Linked DNA regions of Sus scrofa: region 2 is linked to region 1. Evidence: chromatin contacts called from public Hi-C data. All regions are on one chromosome and are shown on one strand. The core of a region is the stretch at or near the end of the contact, and the rest is flanking DNA. Distances in the headings are between cores, read along the strand shown.

Region 1 (7,073 bases), core at 1,180-3,679:
CGCAGCCACAGCAACACCAGATCCGAGCCACATCTGCAACCTACACTGCAGCTTTGCGGCAACGCTAGATCCTTAATTCATGCTACAGCTGCAGCCTTTTTTTTCTTTTATTGCCCCCCCCCCCACGGCATATGGAGCTCCTAGGCCAGAGATCAGATCCAAGCCGCAGTTGCAACCTAAGCTGCAGCTATGGCAACGCCAGATCCTTAGCCCACTGTGCTGGGCCAGGGATCAAACCTGTGTCCCAGTGCTCCCAAGACACTGCCAATCCCATCGTGCCACAGCAGGAACTCCTACAGTTGGATTCTTAACCCACTGTGCCACAGCGGGAACTCCTAGGCATGTATGAGTAATCCATCTTCTTACCAAGGAATTTCTCTTAGCTCAGTTTCTTCAGTGGGAAATTCCCTCCCCCCTGCACCGTATCCCCTTCAATTGCAGCAGGTCAGATGGAGAAGGTGGAAGGAGCAAACAGATCTGCCTTTCACACCTGGCTCCAACCACTCACTGTAGCCTTGGGAAAGTCATTTAACTCCCATGGGCCTCTGTTTCTCAATCCAGGGAATAAGGGAAGCACTGTGACCTCAGGGGCAGGTGACAAGGTCAGACAAGGAGAGGGCTGTTCTGGGATTGGGGCTTCACAGGAAACCAGGGCTCTTCTGCGCAGCTGGCAGAGGACTTTCAGCCACTTCAGACCTTTATTGTCAGGGGTCAGGTTTGACAGGCTCTCACACTCTCCCGGCATGAGAGGGCGACTGAGGCGAGAAAAGGAAGGGGAGTCAGAAGCACACAGCTGCCCAGGCAGGGCAGGGCCTCTGACTTCGGTCCTAAGCTCTCTCCACACCCAGCACCGCCTCTGGGCTTGACGGGCTGGTAGAACTGGTCATGGCTTCTCCCTGGGGCTGCGGAAGAGCCCGCTCCCCTCCAGGACTGGACACTCCTGAGGTAGCCCTCCAGCCTCACCCATCCCCAGCCTGCGGTCTGGGACGCCTAGTGTTGTGCCCAGGCCTGCGCCTGACTGTGGTTGTCTAGCCCCACCTACAGGACACATGGAGAACAACACACCACGCGGGTTCTCCCGGCCTGGATTCCTCATTCTAGGCTGGAAAGGCGCCCGTGAACAGAGCGCCCTCCTGTGGCCGCCCCCAGCTCTGCGCCCTACAACGGTCTCCAGCACTATCAAGTAAAATAGAACGCAACACCTTCTTATCACTTAGATATTTTATTTTATTCTTATACTTATTGAATACACTACTATTTTTTTATTTTTATTTTATTCTAGTTTTATTTTTTTTGTCTTTTTTTTTTTTTTTGCCATTTCTTGGGCCGCTCCCGCGGCATATGGAGGTTCCCAGGCTAGGGGTCCAATCGGAGCTGTAGCTGCCGGCCTACGCCAGAGCCACAGCAACGCGGGATCCGAGCCACGTCTGCGACCTACACCACAGCTCACGGCAACGCCGGATCCCTAACCCACTGAGTGAGGCCAGGGATCGAACCCGCCTCCTCATGGTTCCTTGTCGGATTCGTTTCCGCTGCACCACGACGGCAACTCCCTTTTACTTTTTCTTTTTTTAAAATGGTTTCCTTTGCTGTGCAAAAGCCTGAAAATTTGCCTAGGTCTCATTTGTTTATTTTTGTTTTTATTTCTATTGCCTTGGGAGACTGACCTAAGAAAACTTTTATATGGTTTACGTCAGAGAATGTTTTCCTTATGTTCTCTTCTAGGAGTTTTATGGTGTCATGTCTTTTTTTTTTTTTTTTTTTTTGTCTTTTTAAGGCCACACTCGGGGCTATGGAAGGTTCCAGGCTAGGAGTTGAATTGGAGCTGTAGCACCACAGCCACAGCAACGCCAGAGCCGAGCCACACATGTGAGCTACACCACAGCTCTCGGCAACGCTGGATCCTTAATGCACTGATCAAGGCCAGGGATCCAACTCACATCCTCTTGGATACTCGTCAGGTTCTTAACCCACTGAGTCACAACGGGAACTCCTGCAGGGTTTTAATTTGAGATAGAAACTGAAGTACAAAGAGCCTAAATACCACGCCGAGTCCCACTGATGGAGCTGGAACTGGAACTCAGGTCTGGCTGGTTCAAACACCCAAGCTTTGAATCTTCGCTGGAGGGGCCAGAGGAGGCTAACTACCTGATCCACCTGTTCACTGTCCAGCCGAGGAGCCTGGGGCTACAGGGCACATTGGGACAGGGCTAATCTAGAGCCCAGGTCTCCAGGCTCCAGCCAAGGCCCCACCTCCCTCCGTTGCAAAGAAACTACTGGTGTTTGGAGAGCAAATGGCTGTCCTTTGTAGGTCCCAGGTAGCCGTGTCAGCCAAGTGTCCCCTGTTCCGAGTCTGCACTGGTGGTGGCTGGTTAGAACCTGACTCCCAGGCCAGGCCAGGCTCAGTGTGGACCCAGACCCCGATGCAGTCGGGTGAGACCTGCCCCGCACTCTCCTCGCACCACCCTGCTGGGAACCGGTCAGGTTCCAGCCTCTGCTGACCTCCCCGTCCCTCTAGGCTTCCATCCAGGGCTCGGAGCACACAGGGCACAGAACCAAGATCCTGGGCTGGCCAGCCAGGCATGTCTGCAGCCCCCTCCCGTCAGCACAATCCCGAGACCAAAGATCCTGGGGCAGACTACTTAAATGCTATTGTTTATTTTTTCCAGAAAAATTCTTAGACTAGAACTCACCGAGTCAAAGGAAACCGCTGAGTCAAAGAACCTGCATTTAAAGGTTTTGATGAACTATCAGCAAATCGTCCTTCTAGGGTTTTGCACCAATGTCCACTTTTTTTTTTTTTTTTTTTGTCTTTTGTTGTTGTTGTTGTTGTTGTTGTTGCTATCTCTTGGGCCGCTTCCGCGGCATATGGAGGTTCCCAGGCTAGGGGTTGAATCGGAGCTGTAGCCACCAGCCTACACCAGAGCCACAGCAACGTGGGATCCGAGCCGCGTCTGCAACCTACACCACAGCTCACGGCAGCGCCGGATCGTTAACCCACTGAGCAAGGGCAGGGACCGAACCCGTAACCTCATGGTTCCTAGTCGGATTCGTTAACCACTGCGCCACGACGGGAACTCCCACTTTTTTTTTTTTTTTTTTTTTAAGGCCACACCCGTAGCATAAGGAGTCTCCCAGGCTAAGGGTCAAATCAGAGCTGCAGATGCCAGCCTACGCCACAGCCATGGCAATGCAAGATCAGAGCTGAGCTGGGTCTTCAAGCTACACCTCAACTCATGGCAATGCCAAATCCTTAACCCACTGAGTGAGGCCAGGGATCCAACCCATGTCCTCATGGATACTAGTCGGGTTTGTTACCGCTGAGCATAATGGGAACTCCTTCTTGCTGCTGTTTGAATTTGCATTGTTTGTCATTGAAGAGAGGTTCTCAGACTCAGTGTGTGTGAAAGCAATCTGGGGCATTTTTACACACATGAAAATGCATACGCAGACTGGGAGAAAACCTTTGCAATAATATATCTGGCAAAAAGCCTATCTAGATATATAAAGAACCCTAAATAGGCATGAATAAGAGGACAATTTAAATCAAATAGACACCTCATTAAAGAAAGATCTTTAGGCGTTCCCGTCGTGGCGCAGCGGAAACGAATCCGACTAGGAACCATGAGGTTGCAGGTTTGATCCCTGGCCTCGATCAGTGGGTTAAGGATCCAGCGTTGCCGTGAGCTGTGGTGTAGGCCGCAGACACGGCTCGGATCCTGCATTGCTGTGGCTGTGGTGTAGGCCGGTGGCTACAGCTCCGATTAGACCCCTAGCCTGGGAACTTCCATATGCCGCAGGTGTGGCCCTGAAAAGACAAAAAAGACAAAAAAGACAAAAAAAAAAAAAAAAAAAAAAAAAAAAAAGATCTATAGATGGCTGGTAGCCACACCATTAGTCCTAGGGAAATGAAAATTAAAACCACAACGAGGATGCGTATGACTGGGTCACTTTGTTGTAGAGCAGAAATTGGCACCACACTATAAAGCAGCTATACTTTAATTAAAAAATTGAAAAACAAACCACAGTGAGGGCGTTCATTGGCGGCCAAGTGGTTAAAGACTCGGCATTGTCATTGCTGTGGCTCTGGTTACTGCTGTGGCTCAGATTTTTATCCCTGGCCTGGGAACTTCCGCATGCCATGGGTGCAGCCAAAAAAGAAAAACCCCCAAATCCCAAAACACCGCAATGAGATACACTTCATGCCTACTGAATGGTTGAAATTAAAACCTCCCCACGGAATTCCCATCATGGTTCAGCAGAAACAAATCTGATTAGTATCCATGTGGACACAGGTTTGATCCCTGGCCTTGCTCAGTGGGTTAAGGATCCGGCGTAGCAGTGAGCTGTGATATAGGTTGTAGACACAGCTCGGATCTGGTGTTGCTGTGCCTGTGGTGTAGGGCAGTAGCTACCACTCGGATTCAACCCCTAGCCTGGGAACCTCCATATGCTGAGGGTGTGGCCCTAAAAAGACAAAAACAAAAAACGATAACAACAAAAAACCCACCAAATGTTGGTAAGAAGGTGGAGCCACCAGAACTCTTACACACCGCTGTGGGGAACATAAAACAGTGCAACCACTCTGAAAACCGTTTGGGTAGTTTCTTAAAGCATTAAGCATGCACCAACTGTGTGATCCACTCTTCAGTATTTATTCAAGAGAATGTAAGTGCAGGTACAAAGACTTGTCCACAGTAGATCACTGCAGCTTGATCTGTGATAGCTAAATATTGAAACAACTACAATATCCATCCATATATGATTGAATAGATAAATTATGGTGTATTTTACTTAGCAATAAAAGATTGATCTATTGGTAAACACTTCAACATAAGTCATCTCAAAATAATTAGACAGAGAAAAAAAGCCAGAAAAAGGAATCGTAAGTACATGCCGCATGATTTCATTTAGGTAAAATCCTCAGAAATGCAACCCCTCTATAATGACAGAAAGGAGATCCGGAGTTCCCGTCGTGGTGCAGTGGAAACGAATCCGACTAGGAACCATGAGGCTTCGGGTTCCATCCCTGGCCTCGCTTAGTGGGTTAAGGATCCGGCATTGCTGTGAGCTGTGGTGTAGATCGCAGACACGTCTCAGATCCTGCGTTGCTGTGGCTGTGGTGTAGGCCTGCAGCCATAGCTCCAATTCAACCCCTGGCATGGGAACCTCCATATGCCGAGGGTGCAGCCCTAAAAAGACAAAAGACAAACAAACAAACAAAAAAGAAAAGAGATCCATGATTGCTTGGAAAGAGAGATGATTGTATATTTTTTATTTTATTTTGTTCTATTATTGATGATTTACATTGTTCTGTCAATTTCTGCTGTACAGCAAGTGACCCAATCACACACACACACACACACACACACACACACACATATTCTTTTTCTCACATTATCCTCCATCATGTTTCATCACAAGTGGCTAAGTATAGTTCCCTGGGCTGTACAGCAGGATCTCATTCTTTTTTTTTTTTTTTTTTTTTTTTTGTCTTTTGTCTTTTGTTGTTGTTGTTGCTATTTCTTGGGCCGCTCCCGTGGCATATGGAGGTTCCCAGGCTAGGGTTGAATCGGAGCTGTAGCCACCAGCCTACGCCAGAGCCACAGCCACGCGGGATCCGAGCCGCGTCTGCAACCTACACCACAGCTCATGGCAACGCCGGATCGTTAACCCACTGAGCAAGGGCAGGGACCGAACCCGCAACCTTATGGTTCCTAGTCGGATTCGTTAACCACTGCGCCACGACGGGAACTCCAGGATCTCATTCTGATCCACTCCAAATGCAAGAGTTTGCATCTATTAACCCCAGACTCCCAGTCCATTTCACTCCTTTCCCATCCCCCCCAGCAGCCACAAATCTGTTGTCCAAGTCCAAGAGTTTGTTTCCTTTTTTTTTTTTTTTTTTTTTTTGTCTTTTGTTGTTGTTGTTGCTATTTCTTGGCCGCTCCGCGGCATATGGAGGTTCCCAGGCCAGGGTTGAATCGGAGCTGTAGCCACCGGCCTACGCCAGAGCCACAGCCACGCGGGATCCGAGCCGCGTCTGCAACCTACACCACAGCTCACGGCAACGCCGGATCGTTAACCCACTGAGCAAGGGCAAGGACCGAACCCGTAACCTCATGGTTCCTAGTTGGATTCGTTAACCACTGCGCCACGACGGGAACTCCTGTTTCCTTTTTATAGAAAGGTTTATTTGTGCCATATTTTAGATTCCAGATATGTGATATCATATGGTATTTGTCTTTCTCTTTCTGACTTACTTCACTTAAGATGAGAGTGTCTAGTTCCATCCATGTTGCTGCCAATGGCATTATTTTGTTCTTTTTTATGGCTAAGTAGTATTCCATTGTGTATATGAACTACATCTTCTTAATCCACTCATCTTCCAATGGACATTTAGGTCGTTTCCATGTCTTGGCTATTATGAATACTGTTGCAATGAACATAGGGGTGCACGTATCTTTTTCAATGAAAGTTTCGTCCAGAGGTATGCCCAGGAATGGGATTGCTGGGTCATATGGTAGTTTCTACATTTAGTTTTCTGAGGTACCTCCATACTGTTTTCCACAGTGGTTGTACCAGTTTATAGTCCCACCAACAGTGTAGGAGGGTTCCCTTTTCTCCAAACCCTCTCCGGTATTTGCCATTTGTTGACCTGTTAATGATAGCCATTCTGACTGGTGTGAGGTGGTACCTCATGGTAGTTTGATTTGCATATCTCTAATAATTAAGGATGTTGAGCATTTTTTCATGTGCCTGTTGGCCACCTGTATGTCTGAGAAATATCTATTCAGATCTTCTGCCTGTTTTTCCACTGGGTTGTTGTTTTTTGTTGTTGTTGAGTTGTATAAGTTGTTTGTATATTTTAGAGATTAAGCCCTTGTCAGCTGCATCCTTTGAAATTATTTTCTCCCATTCCGTAAACTGTCTTTTGTTTTTGTTTTTAATGGTTTCCTTCACTGTGCAAAAGCTTTTATGTTTGATTAGGTCCCATGGGTTTATTTTTGTTTTTATTGCTGTTGCCTTGGGAGATGAGAGATGATGAGAAAGTCACATCAAGAAACTTGCTG
Region 2 (7,073 bases), core at 3,028-5,527, 62 kb after region 1:
ATGCAGATTCAATTTCCGCCCCATCATAAATCTAGGGTGGTAACCTATACGTAATCGGTGTCATTCTTGGCGGAGCACAAGTGTCTGTGTCTGCAGGCAGTTAGCTGGTAGAACATGTACCAGCATCTGTCTCACATTCCAGCCCCACCCCCCAGGTGGCTCTTTGGACCATGTTAGGTGACACGGGATCTGGAGAGCACCAGCTAGCCAGGGGTCCATCCGTTTCCAAACCCAGTGGCTCAGAAGACAGTGAAACCCACACTGGTTTGTGGAGAGTGAATGTGTGTCTCGCAAAGAGAGCTGGGCAACAGACGGAGGCTGTAACCCCTTCCTTAGGAGATTTTCGGTCCTAGGTTTTGGGGTGTTGCTGGGTCAAAGTGACTCGTGTGTCCTTCACCTTCTTGAGATGAACGTCTAGAAAGGCAGCCACCTTCTAGGGAGGTGGCTCTGGAGTCCAACAGGCTTGGCCTGAATCCCGCCCACCACTTCCCTGGCTGTGTGACTTCGGATAAATTACTTAACCTGTCTGAGTGTCTGTTCCCGTCTCTGAAAAATGGGGGATATGATAGTCCCTACCTCCTAGAGCCATCTGCAAGGATTCAGCAGGTTACGAGAGGTAAAGCATTTAGCAGGGCCTGAGGCACAAGCCAGGTGCTTGCGCTTTTGTGGAAAACTTCCACTTGCTGAACATTCATGGCCGACTGCAGCTGCTGAACAAAGCTCACGGCCAAGGGCGGAGATTTTGGGAACCTCGCTGCCAAGGCACAGGGGCTCTTAAAGCCTCCCCGGATCACTGAACTAATCCTCCGGAGAGCTGCCCTGCTTCGCGGCTCCTGGTTCAGGAGCTGAGGTTGGTTGTAGCATCCCCAGCTCCCCTGGGATCAGAGACAGGCAGTGCCATGAAGCACAGACCCAAGAATAGTCCCCGGGCTCTTCGCACTTCTCTGTCCTACCAAGTTCTCTCTGGCAGTGTTTCTGCCAAGCAGGCATGGGCAGGGGCCAGCGCTGCCCGGTCCCTTCACCCTAGTCACCCAATTGTTCTTGGGCCAGTGCCACTTTTCGGGATCAAAAGAGCAAGCTGCGGTGTTTCAAGCGGAATCTGGAGCTCCAAGGCCACCCCGCGTTTGGGCAGAGAGCATGTGGGGCTGAGGCCTTGGCACCGGGACGGGGCAGCTGAGGAGCCACAGTTGGGCAGAGAGCATGTGGGGCTGAGGCCTGGCACCGGGACGGGGCAGCCAAGGAGCCGGGTGGCTGATCCAGTGGAATGAGTTAATCTTCAGAACACTGAACTAAGCCCACCCCATCAGCCTCTGGCTGGAGGGCTCCCTAAACCAAGGCTCCTTTCGGAGGCTCTCTTCCCTTTTTTGCTTCTGAGGGCAGCACACTGAGCTCTTGGCCGAGGTCTGGCCGGCCCTCGGAGGTCCACGTGGTGGCCTTGGAGTGGGGCGGGGGGACGTCTCAGGGCACGTGACCCGTGCACAGTTGTTTTCTGGGGACAGGGCCCCACGAGGGACGGGAGAAGCTGGTGCGTGAGCTCAAGGACGAAACCTCACTTCTGTTTTCTAGAAAATCGTACAAGCTGGCGACAAAGACCTCGACGGGCAGCTAGACTTTGAAGAGTTTGTCCATTATCTCCAAGATCACGAGAAGAAGCTGAGGCTGGTCTTCAAGAGTTTGGACAAAAAGAACGATGGTGAGCATTTGCCCGCGGCCGGCGGGGTCCCGGGTCTCTCCCCCAGCCTGGCCCCGGGCTCACAGCCCTTGTTGTTCCAGGACGCATCGATGCCCAAGAGATCATGCAGTCTCTGCGGGACCTGGGAGTCAAGATATCTGAACAGCAGGCAGAAAAAATTCTCAAGAGGTGAGTGCGTAGCCAGCCTCTGGGTCCGGTTTAACCAACGTGTGACGAAAGAAATGTTCCCGGCCTCCCTCCGCGCTGCCGTTCACTGTATTGACCCAGTTTCTGCGAACTTTGGCTTCTGGTGCTTGGAAGGGATGAATAAGTAACCCCTGCCAGAGGCCAGCCGCTCCCCGGGTTCCAGGGCAGCCCCAGAGTCCCAACCCACCTGGCAGGGCATCCAAGTGCCAGCGACCCGTGAAGCGAGGACTCGGGGAAGAGGGGGCGTTTAGTGGTTTCGGCAGGTGAAAGGCGAGCAAGGAGCCCCTTTCTCTGCCTGGCCGAGCAGGGGCAACCCCCCCTCCCCCGTTGGGGTCACTCCCTCTTAGCACTGTAATCAGCCTTGCTAAGGCTGCCCACGGGGGCGCGGTGGTCCTGGAGCATCCTTGGTGGGCTGGGAAATCCAGCAGCGTAGCCCTGGAGCTGCTTCCTGCCCTCCCAAGCCTTCCCAGACCCCTGGGCCCGAAGCCAGCTGGGCAGGGACGGCAGGCTCCCGGCCTGGCTCCCCGGCGCTGTGGAGGGCGCGTCCTCGTGCTGTGCTGTGCCGTGCGCTTGCCTCACTAACATCCGCTCAGGGCACTTATCTGTGTTGTTTCTCCTCTCTCCTCTGCATCCTCCTTTGTCTGTGTGTCAGAATACGAACGGGCCACTTCTGGGGCCCTGTCACCTAGTAAGTATCCGTGTCACCTTGGGGACCGCCTCCCTCCTTGCCTTCTGTGCCTGATCAGAACGGGCTTCTTGTGGGCCATTAGATCCCGTTGTTGTGTGCACAGTGGGGGTGACTGCCACCTTGCCTTTTCTTCGTGGGGACGGAGGCGCCCTCTGTGCTTTCCACACGCCTGCCCGCGGCTCCCCTGGAGGTGGGACGTTCGGCTGATAGTTGGGGCCTGTTGACACGTGGGCACCCGTGCGTTGGTCTTGCAGCATGGACAAAAACGGCACGATGACCATCGACTGGAACGAGTGGAGAGACTACCACCTCCTGCATCCCGTGGAGAACATCCCGGAAATCATTCTCTACTGGAAGCATTCCACGGTGAGTCCCGCGCTCCGGGCCTCGGGTTCAGGGGGCCCCCTTCCCCAAGCCTCGGCCCCCCATCCGTCCTTTTTTTTTTTTTTTTAATTTTTTTAATTTTTTTCTTGTTTTGCTTCTGAGGGCTGCACCTGCCGCATATGGACATTCCCAGGCTAGGGGTCGAATCGGAGCTGCAGCGGCCACAGCCACAGCAACACCAGATCCGAGCCTTGTCCGGGACGTCCACCACAGCTCACGGACCCGCATCCTCATGGATGCTCGTCTGGCTCATTACCGCTGAGCCGCAACGGAAACTCCTTGCCTGCTTTTCAGCAGCAGAGGTGCCCACTCCTCTGCCAGCCCGCCATCTGCTCCCTCTGTTTCCCACACGCCGGCCAACCTGAACAGCCTGCCCATTCCGCAAACGCCAGATTTCCTCTGCAGAAACTCTGCCCTCCCATCTCCACGTGCTGCCTGTTTCTTAAGGCCCACTTTAAGCACCCCGCTCCCTGATCCTGCTTGTTCTCCCAAAGCCAGTGTGACCCCCTCCTGGGAGGGAGCTGGGGCTACTCTGTAGAGATCAAATACCTGGGAGTTCCCTGGTGGGCTAGTGGTTAGGACTCAGTGCTTTCACCACTGCTGTCTGGGTTCAGTCCCTGGTCTGGGAAGTGAGATCCCACGTCAAACCGCTGCATGCTGCGGCCCAAAAGAAAAACGAAGAGAAAAGAACTATTAGGGGAGGAGTTCCTATTGTGGCTCCACAGGTTAAGAACCCAACATAGTACCTGTAAGGATGTGGGTTGGATCCCTGTCTTGATCAGTGGGTTAAGGATCCAGCATTGCTGCAAGGTGTCTTGTAGGTTGCGGACACGGCTCGGATCCCATGGTGCTGTGGCTGTGGTGTAGACTGGCAGCTCCAGCTCCCGTTTGACCCCTTGCCTGGGCACTTCCATAAGCCGCAGGTGCAGCCTTTAAAAAAAGAAAGAAAAGAAGAAAGAAATATTAGTGATCCAATTGCAGAGCTGTGAAGTTTCTCCCCCACTTTTTGTGTCATTTCTCTCTGTGACAAAAGAATATGTTGCCACTGCTGCACACATACCATTCTTTCACCTCCTCACCCCTGGTCGGAAACACACAGCACTCTGCATGCTCCCTGGCAGTGGCCCCCTTGACCTCTGCCCGCGAGCCCCCTTCATGTTCGAGCAGCCCTTTCTGCCAGTCTTTGCTGAGTGCCCCCTGATCACAGCTGAGTCCCCCCTAGACTCAGGGCTCGGGCTGGGGGCGGAGGGTGTGGGTGCTCCTCCTCCTCTGTGTGCCCTCAGGGACCCCTGGCATCTCTGTTGGACGGTGCATGGGTAGGAATGGGCTGCCCCAGGGTCGGAGCAGAGCTGGCTGTGCCTGCCGAGCCGGGCTGTGGCCTGGGAGAGAGGGTGTTACGCAGGGATCTCGGCCCTCTCATGTTTGCAGAAGCCTTGCATAATGTTCTGCCAGCATGATCCGGTTACACATCGGGTTTCAGAAGAATTTTTACCCCTGACTTGAGCTTTTCTGTACAGCCAGGCTGCTGATCCTCAGCTGACATGCCTTTGTAAGCTGTTCTTGCCACAGCCCCTGGCCGGGTTCGAAAGGGCTGTCTCTGCGTGCTTCCAGCTGTGCGCTCAGATTCCAGCCGGGGGCCTCCCCGCACCTGCCCCCCGCCCCCTGCCCAGGCCACAGTCCGCTCAGAGCTCGGCCCCTCCACATCGTGAAGGTCGGGGGGGTGCAGCCTCACCCTCTGTGGTCCCTCGAGGTGTCATCCACTCGGGACAGTGGGAGGCCGTGGACACAGCCGTCTGCCGGCTGGCCTGCCACAGGCCTCGGGAGCCTGCTTGACCTCTCTTTGCCCACCTTCCTCACAGATCTTTGATGTGGGTGAGAATCTGACAGTCCCCGATGAATTCACAGTGGAGGAGAGGCAGACGGGGATGTGGTGGAGACACCTGGTGGCCGGCGGCGGGGCGGGGGCCGTCTCCAGAACCTGCACAGCCCCCCTGGACAGACTCAAGGTGCTCATGCAGGTACGTCTGGTGTCCATCTCAGGGCTCTTTGCCCGACTGGCTTCCCCTCCATTGCCTGGGGCCCTGCTTTGGGCCCATACTTTTCTAACCCAGATCAGAATTGTAGCTCAAGCAAGAATGACATTAGATCCCGGCCCAGGTGACCTTTTGCACATAGCTGATCTAATTTTATCTGAGGACCTTAAGCCAGGGTCACATTTCAAGGTGGTAATGTGGGCACATGACCCAGTGAGAACTGGGGTGTGGCAGGAACTGGTTTCCTTAGGTGCGTCTTGAAGAAGTCACACGTGGGGCGGTGCCAGCAGATCCTCACCTGGCCTGGACACTGCTCCCTTGGCCAGGCACCTGACCTTATGTCCACAGGACAGAGATAAGCTGGACCTGTGTCGGGGCAGGGTTGTGAAATCAATCTGAGGACACACTGCTGGACTAAAGTGTTGTCTCTGTGATGGCCGGTCACCCCTTGTCCTCGGGCTTGTATCCTGGCCCTTTTTGTGCCATGCACCCTGCTCAGAAAAGGTGTCATCCTTTCCCTATGCCCCTCGGCCCCCTGGGCCTACCTCGGGTCCAGGCCAGTGGACTGGAGAATGAGGACTCCCTACCACTGCCAAATCAGGGAGGCAGGGTGGTTCGGGAGGAGGCGCTCCGGGCCTGGGACCCAACCTGGGGTCCCACCCTCCCAGCTGGGTAACCTCAGGCAAGTCACTTTAACCCCAGGGCTTCAGTTCCTCCGGAGACTAAGGGGTTCGAGCAAATCACCTCATCCATTTGTTTGTCTTGACTGAATCCCCAGGAATGCTTTAGAGATAATAGCAGACCTTGGGTGAAATGACACAATGCCTGGGGTGGGAGTGGGAGAGTTGGGGCAGGGGGGAGTGGGGTTGTTGCGGGGAGAGACACAGATTGGCTGTCATTGGTGATTGTTGAAGCTCCTTATATAATTCTCTAAACTCGTATCTATGTTTAACAGTTCTTCATAATAAAAAAGCTCAATTTTTTTTTTTTTTTTTTAATTTTTAAAAAGTAGTCCTTGGGGCCGTGTCTAGCATGATGTCGGCAGCAGCCGGTCCACAGCAAAGTCTCGTTGGGCCTCGAGTAACCATGGTTGATGCTCAGGGTGCTGGGCTGGTCTCAGGGCCAAGAAGGAAGAGCATGTCTGTTGACCTTGATGCTGACCGTTTGTCCTTCCCGCCCCAGGTCCACGCCTCCCGCAGCAACAACATGTGCATCGTGGGTGGGTTCACCCAGATGATTCGGGAAGGAGGGGCCAGATCACTCTGGCGGGGCAACGGCATCAACGTCCTCAAGATTGCCCCCGAGTCGGCCATCAAATTCATGGCCTATGAGCAGGTGAGAACCCAGCTGTCCAGGGAGAGTCACCAGTCGGCAGCCGCTTCCCGAGCTTCCCCTGGAATGAGGTCCCTGCCCTGTTGATTCCCTGGGACCTGGAGCCAGTCCTTGTACCTGAGGGATACGGCAGGGCCAGAGTGGGAGGGGGAGGCCTGGATCTGCCCCCAGCTCTGCCCCCCTGTTCCACTGGGGGCCAGGTCCTTCTGTTTCTGGGCAGCATCAAAAGTGCTAGGGAGAGGAGTTCCCGTCATGGCTCAGCGGAAACGAATCTGACTGGTATCCATGAGGATGCAGGTTCGATCCCTGGCCTCGCTCAGTGGGTGAAGGATCCAGCGTTGCTGTGAGCTTTGGTGTAGGTTGCAGACGTGGCTCAGATCCTGCGTGGCTGTGGCTGTGGCGTAGGCCAGTAGCTACAGCTCCAATTGGATCCCTAGCCTGGGAACCTCCATGTGCCACAGGGGCAGCCCTAAAAAGCAAAAAAAAAAAAAAAAGTGCTAGGGAGGGAGTTCCCATTGTGACTCAGTGGTTAAGAATCCCACTCCTATTCACGAGGATGTGGGTTCCATCCCTGGCCTCACTCAGTGGGTTAAAGGATCCGGCATTGCCCTGAGCTGTGGCATAGGCTGCAGACATGGCTCAGATCTGGTGTAGGCCAGCAGCTGTAGCTCCAACTGGACCCCTAGCCTGGGAACTTCCATATGCCACAGATGCAGCCCTAAAGACAAAAATACACAAATAAAGTGCCAGGAAGACC

Evidence for each region. Hi-C and Micro-C count contacts between places; a contact is called where the count stands out from the background.
Region 2: a Hi-C map of liver shows a contact between it and region 1, with 8 times the contacts expected there. The contact joins two enhancer-like sites. A contact is called at or near these places in 1 of 5 promoter capture datasets (liver), 9 of 47 Hi-C or Micro-C datasets (blood, embryonic fibroblasts, fetal heart ventricle and 4 more) and 1 of 2 datasets of contacts at active chromatin or transcription factors (skeletal muscle).

Annotation. Positions count from the first base shown.
Region 1 is chr1:268,506,397-268,513,469 of Sscrofa11.1, forward strand. No RefSeq gene overlaps it. Among named protein-coding and RNA genes, the nearest start is that of NAIF1, 22 kb to the right of the region's middle. Within about 2 kb of position 2,430, at least 28 of the 83 cell types and tissues checked have an H3K27ac peak or open chromatin away from gene starts, as enhancers often do. A contact at or near this core is called in fetal liver and liver, where this site is marked.
Region 2 is chr1:268,566,659-268,573,731 of Sscrofa11.1, forward strand. SLC25A25 (solute carrier family 25 member 25) reads left to right here. Exons shown (of 11, transcript NM_001164510.1): 3 at 1,567-1,693; 4 at 1,774-1,861; 5 at 2,822-2,933; 6 at 4,811-4,969; 7 at 6,167-6,319. Among named protein-coding and RNA genes, the nearest start is that of PTGES2, 21 kb to the right of the region's middle. Within about 2 kb of position 4,278, at least 12 of the 83 cell types and tissues checked have an H3K27ac peak or open chromatin away from gene starts, as enhancers often do. A contact at or near this core is called in fetal liver and liver, where this site is marked.